Regions from separate parts of the Mus musculus genome. Here region 2 is linked to region 1. Evidence: chromatin contacts called from public HiChIP or PLAC-seq data. All regions are on one chromosome and are shown on one strand. The core of a region is the stretch at or near the end of the contact, and the rest is flanking DNA. Distances in the headings are between cores, read along the strand shown.

What was found. HiChIP or PLAC-seq counts read pairs in DNA pulled down with a chosen protein or histone mark.
Region 2: an H3K27ac HiChIP or PLAC-seq map of large pre-B cells shows a contact between it and region 1, with 14 times the contacts expected there. The contact joins two enhancer-like sites. A contact is called at or near these places in 1 of 15 datasets of contacts at CTCF or cohesin (large pre-B cells), 2 of 484 Hi-C or Micro-C datasets (cranial neural crest and pre-B cells), 1 of 115 datasets of contacts at active chromatin or transcription factors (large pre-B cells) and 1 of 9 other capture datasets (embryonic stem cells).

What each region holds. Positions count from the first base shown.
Region 1 is chr11:44,706,016-44,708,880 of GRCm38.p6, forward strand. The region is part of intron 6 of Ebf1 (early B cell factor 1); the gene reads left to right. Among named protein-coding and RNA genes, the nearest start is that of Ebf1, 89 kb to the left of the region's middle. Within about 2 kb of position 1,471, at least 54 of the 459 cell types and tissues checked have an H3K27ac peak or open chromatin away from gene starts, as enhancers often do.
Region 2 is chr11:45,534,231-45,537,030 of GRCm38.p6, forward strand. No RefSeq gene overlaps it. Among named protein-coding and RNA genes, the nearest start is that of Gm22284, 100 kb to the right of the region's middle. Within about 2 kb of position 1,496, at least 16 of the 459 cell types and tissues checked have an H3K27ac peak or open chromatin away from gene starts, as enhancers often do.

The DNA.
Region 1 (2,865 bases), core at 221-2,720:
CCTATAGTCACTCTCTGATGCTGGGCTGGGCTCCATCAGGGAGTGTTAATTAATAGAGTATTCATGTTGTGCTCCTTACATGTCTATCTAGTGTCTGTCTTCTTCCTTCAGCCTGGAAGCTTAGTGAGGACAGAAGTTATGCCCAGTTTGGTTCACATCCCTGCTCTCTAGATTTGCCTCAGTGTTTAATGAATATTTATAGGGTAAAATCTCTTTGAAAATTGATTTATTATCTATGTATTATTCTCTGGTAGCGTAGAGGTCTGTTTTAAAGTAAAAAAAAAGATTTATTTTTTATTATTTTGAATTACGTGTATGTATGACTATACGTGGGCACCTTTGGCAGCCAGCGGCATCAGGTCCCTCTGGATCTAGACTTCCAGAGGATTGAAGGGAACTCAGGTCTTCTGCAAGAACACTATCCACTCTCTGCTGAGCCATCTTTCCAGCCCTGACTTATTTTTAAGCTTATCAGTTGTTGAGGGTACCCAAGTGCTAGCTGGCTCTGTCACAAGGAAGTGCCACAGGGTGGACTACCTAAACCCCAGAAGTGTACTTCCTCACAGATCTGGGAGGCCAGAGTCAAGGTGTCAGCATGGCTGCCTTCCTCGGAGGACCTCCTTCTTGGTTAACTGACACCATCTTCTTCTTGTGTCTTTGCATTGTCTCTTTCTGCCGTGCTGGTATCTGCTGACCTATTCATATATTATGGACAACAGCCATTCTAGATAAGGGCTCTTCTAATGACCTTGGTTTATTTTAATTACTTCTTTAAACACACTATTGTAAATACATTCACACTTAGGGCTCTAGCAGTTAGAACTTCTATATATGAACTGAAGGGGCACAGGTCATAATTTAGCCTCTGAGTACAGAGAGCTGGAGTTCCTCAGATTGTAGGCCAGGCTGGCCTTGAACTCACAGAGCTCCATATGTTTCTGCCTCCTGAGTGCTGGGATTAAAGGCTTGTGTTACCATATCTGGCTCATTGTAAGCATTTTAAAAGCAGCAGCTAAAAGTGGCCCATCCTCTTCTGGACCAAGCAATGAAGTGCCAGTGGCTTTGAAATGACATAGCAAAAAAGGTGAAACATAGGTTCTGGTAGACCCATGAAGTCCAAATCAAAGAGCAAGATTTTGTGTGTGTGTGTGTGTGTGTGTGTGTGTGTGTGTGTGTGTGTGTGTGTGTGTGTGTGTATTCTGAACTACTGGTATCTTATCTGGTGAGACAGGCTTCTTTACAGGCAAATTTTTTCTTTTTCTTTTCTTTCCCTTTCTTTTCTTTCCTCTTCCTTTCTTTCTTTTTTCTTTTTCTTTTTTTTTTTTTGGGGGGGGGGTGACATTTGGAGTTAATATAAGGAAATACCCTTTGTATTGCTTGGTATTGAAAATGTCAGTAAACAAACCCAGCCTTCCAGAAGGGAGGTGGTGGTGGGGAGTTGGTAACAAAAGACATTGTTTCTGGATGCAGGAGGTAACAGGAGTGTACAGAACAAAGGTTGACTCAAAATAGGCTTTGTAGCAAACTCTTGGGTAACCTCCTTTCCCGTTATGTTCAAGTGGCCCTGCTCAAGATAACTCTCGTTATTTTAATTAGTCCACCACACTTACCAACACAAACACACTCTCAATTTCAGGGCTGACAGAGGGCTAGGAGTGTCCTTAAAGGATCAGAAAACAAGTTGGGCTGTTGAGGACTTCCGGCAGCGAGCTAACAAAAACACAGCAGCAGAGGATGTAACTCCAGGAGGCGTGGGACCCTCACAGCAGTGGGGACCCGCACAGCAGTGGGCATGAAAGCCTGCCTTTCCGTTTTTTTTTTTTTTTCAGAGGTTTAGCCCTCACATCTGGCAGACCTGTGACAATCAGCGTTAGACCATTTTAGAAATCAGATACCCTGGTTACCAGGAAGTTGATTTGCCTTCCACTTCCTTAAGAAAACACACATTAATATTTAAGCTGGGTTTTCATAAAAGAAGCGTTGTGTGCCTGAGATGTGAAATAAAGCCAGGGGGCTGGGAAAGCCCCTCCTCCCGAAGATAAAGCGACCCCCTCCCCATGTAATTCAAATCACCCTTCAGATGGGAAAAGGAGAGGAGTGGGCTCCCCCTCCCCCAAGGGCCTTGTGGAATTTCCTATCTACTGTTGTGTGGCATGTGCTATAATGTGTTAAGAGCTGGATTTTAAGTTAGGAATTCCTTCTTTGGGGAAAGAAGCTGGAGAGTCACAAAGGTTACCTTCGTAAAAGATTCCCTGAAACGGTGTCTTTCACCATTCTGGTTTTTTTGTTTGTTTGTTTGTTTTTGTTTTTGTGGGGTTTTTTGTTTTGTTTTGTTTGTTTTTTTGTTTGTTTGTTTACTTTTTTTCCAGGTAGAGCCATGTGGCGTCTATCCTTTGAGGACCAGGCTCAAGGTGCATCTGGCTAGCAAGGTCTGGTCTTTTGCATTTTCCTGCCCAGCCTTATTTCCACTTCCTATGGAGATGACATGGAGATAGCGCCGGATCAAACAGGTCCCACCATCCTGATAAGGCCACCTTAGATACTCCAGGTGATTTCGGTCTGCCTGTAAAGATTTAACGAAGACGAATACAAGTCTTAAAGAAAAAAAATTTTTTTCCCATAGATTGGTGTAAATGGTTTACTTTAAAAATAAACATTTTAAATCACTTTGATCTCAGCTGCTCGAAAGATACAAACTGGTCATTGCTCTGGGGGGAGTGTTTTCCAGGGTTTTAAACCAAGCATAAGCCATTTCCTCTTTGTACACAAGAAGATGAATAATGTCCCAGAACAGTAGGCACATGAAGAAGAAGCAACTGTGTCACTGAAAGCGAGTGGGATACTGCATTGGAGGGCATGGGAAGA
Region 2 (2,800 bases), core at 246-2,745, 830 kb after region 1:
AGGCTCTTCAGTATGGGGTAAAGCATTCTCATCCTTTATATCTATTCAGAATTCTAGACAGAGGATGGAAGGGGACTTCCAAAAGCTCTAGTGTCTGGGAACCACAAAGCTCTGATACCTAAAGGGGCAAAGCTAGATTCCTGAGTCGAGAGAGAGCTTTATTGAGCTGTGGCTGTAGTATAGAGAAACCCTTCCCTTTAGTAGAGAAAGCCACCAGCCCACCTACAACCTGGCAGGGGAGGAGGGGACCACGCACTCTCCTCAAGCTCACTCGCGCACAGTGCCTCCCATCCTCTGAATGCACCAAGAGGCAGGAAGGAAGGGGTTCCCATACTGACATTTCCAAGGTCCCAGAACACGACAGAAGGAGGAGAAAGGGATACAGAGGCAGGAGGCACACCACTCTGATATTCAGGGATGCTCTCTGCATCTCCCACCATGAGAAATCTAAGCTCTTAACAAACACTTCATGAAAGCTAATGCTGGACCAGGAAAACTTAACACTGAGAAACTCAGAGCTTCTTCCAGCAGAGAAAAGGATCTCTTCATCCCCATAGCAGACAGGCCTCCTGTCCTAATGTGGTCAGCCCTCCCCTGTATAGTGAGAAGAAGCCCTGTTCTAGCCACCTGGAGAACCACAGCTTCTCTTGAGACTTTTTGGCTCCAGAAGACAAGTCAGTGCTGGTCTTTTCAGGAATGGAGGCTGGTGTTTCCTAGTTCTTAGTAGTAAATGCCACGTTCTAAATAAAGACAATCCCAGATGAAAATGATTTAAACATCCCAGTAAGATACATCCCTCTTCTGTATACCCTTGATGTATACACATACACACATGTGCATGTGCACACACATACACATTTACACACATACACTTAGATACATGTATGCATATGCATATCTACATAGACACATTCATACTTGCATGCACACACACACACACACACACACACACACACACACACACACACACACTTACCATATATGCACACATGCTCATCCATTCTCACTTAGGAATGAGGTTTCTGGAATGCAGAAAACCTGCTTTCCAGGTTTGCCTAAAGTTTCACCCTCAACTTCCACAGATCGCCCAAACCCCCAGCTGATTTGCTCATATTTCCTCGTTTAAATCAACAGTCTGATTTTATCAACAATGCTCTGCGGAGGTTTATTTCTTCAAACAGACTGTGCTCCTCGTTGCTATAAAGTTAATTTTCTGTTCTTTGTTCACTTCCCTAATCTTCAAATTATATCCTCCTGTTCCCTGATTGCTTACTATTGGAAAAACAGCCCTTTTTTTGCTTCCAGTTTGAATATTTCAAGCCTTATCTTGATGACCCTAATCGCTCTCTCCCCTCGATGGCCTCTCAGGGAGGCAGTAAGTAACTAGCAAGGGTGTGGAACATCACAGGAACAGACAGGGCTCTGGGGCCAGGGCCAGGCTTCTGTGAGGACCACATTCTGCTTTCCCCCTTTCCTGTTTCTTGGAGTGTGGGAAGAGGCTGGCTTTGCTGCAGAGAGGATTAGAAATTCTGGGATCTGCTCCATGCTCTCAGAGAGTCTTAGTGGGAAGACAGAACTGAAGCTTGCAGAATCATGGACAAACGCTTCCGAGGTGGAACGACCTCTGCCTACGCTGCAGAAGAGATTTGATTTGATGATGCTGTTGAGAAACGGCCTAAGGAGGCCAGGCGGAGGAAACTTGACACTTGAGACTCAAAAACTCTGGGAATAGGGAAGGAGCAAAATGGAATCAGTCTTCAAACTTTTGAGATTCTTAAAGAAGAGAGGAGGAGACCCAGCTGTAACAAATGCTCAAGAGAAGTCAATCTGTTTGTGACCACATGGGGGGAAAGGAACTGAAGAAAAAAATAAAGAAATTGGTTTTGTGTGTGAGTTATTTATTTTGGTTTGGGTTGGGATGGGTTGGGAGAGAGGGAAGCTTTGATGTTGTTATTGTTGTTGTTGTTGTTGTTGTTGTTGTTGTTGTTGTTGTTTTAATTCTTTTTTTAAAAAATCCTAACCAAGATTATAGTGAGAGAAGTTTGGTCCCAAGATCAGACACCTAAGTTCTAATAACTTCAAGACTGATACACTACTAATGATGGCAAGACCAATAGATGTTCCCCGCACAAACAAACCATTGTTTCCTGATAGAATTTTCCATGTTTAATAATAATAAAGGCTGTGATTGTGTTTGCCAGACACTGTTCAAATACGTCCCCTGCACCTCTGCATTTAACCTTTAAAGTATTATTGTCCCAGTTTCACAGATGAGAAAGCTGAGACCCAGAGCCTGGTCATTTGGTGAGGGTCACAGGTAGCTAGGATTCCAGTGAGATCTATTTGTGCCCTAAGCTCACATTCAAACAGTTATTTCTGAAATGAATGTGTGGCTCACAACTGACGCATCATTCAGCATCCCGGCCTTGCCCTAGGTTTAATCATCACTGCGACTTCCTGTGAGGTGCTGTATTCCATCTACTCAGAATCTCCCTCCCGGCCTTATCTCTAGAACACAGTTTTCCAAGGTCCTTAGGCCATGCCAGGGCATGGCAACTCTTTGTTTAAAGTGTGTGTGTGTGTGGAGGGGGATCATAAACATTTTAGATGCCGCAGATTATATGTCTCTGTTCCGTATTTTTATTTGGTTTTGGCTTTTTCAATACTTTTAAAGATATACAATGTGTTGGCTTTGTTTCCTGCCCCTGGCCTCAAACCCTCAGAGTCAAGTTTGAAATGCCCGTCTCTCCCTATCTAGCCATCCAATCACCAAGCACTCAGATGCCTTTCATAATACCCT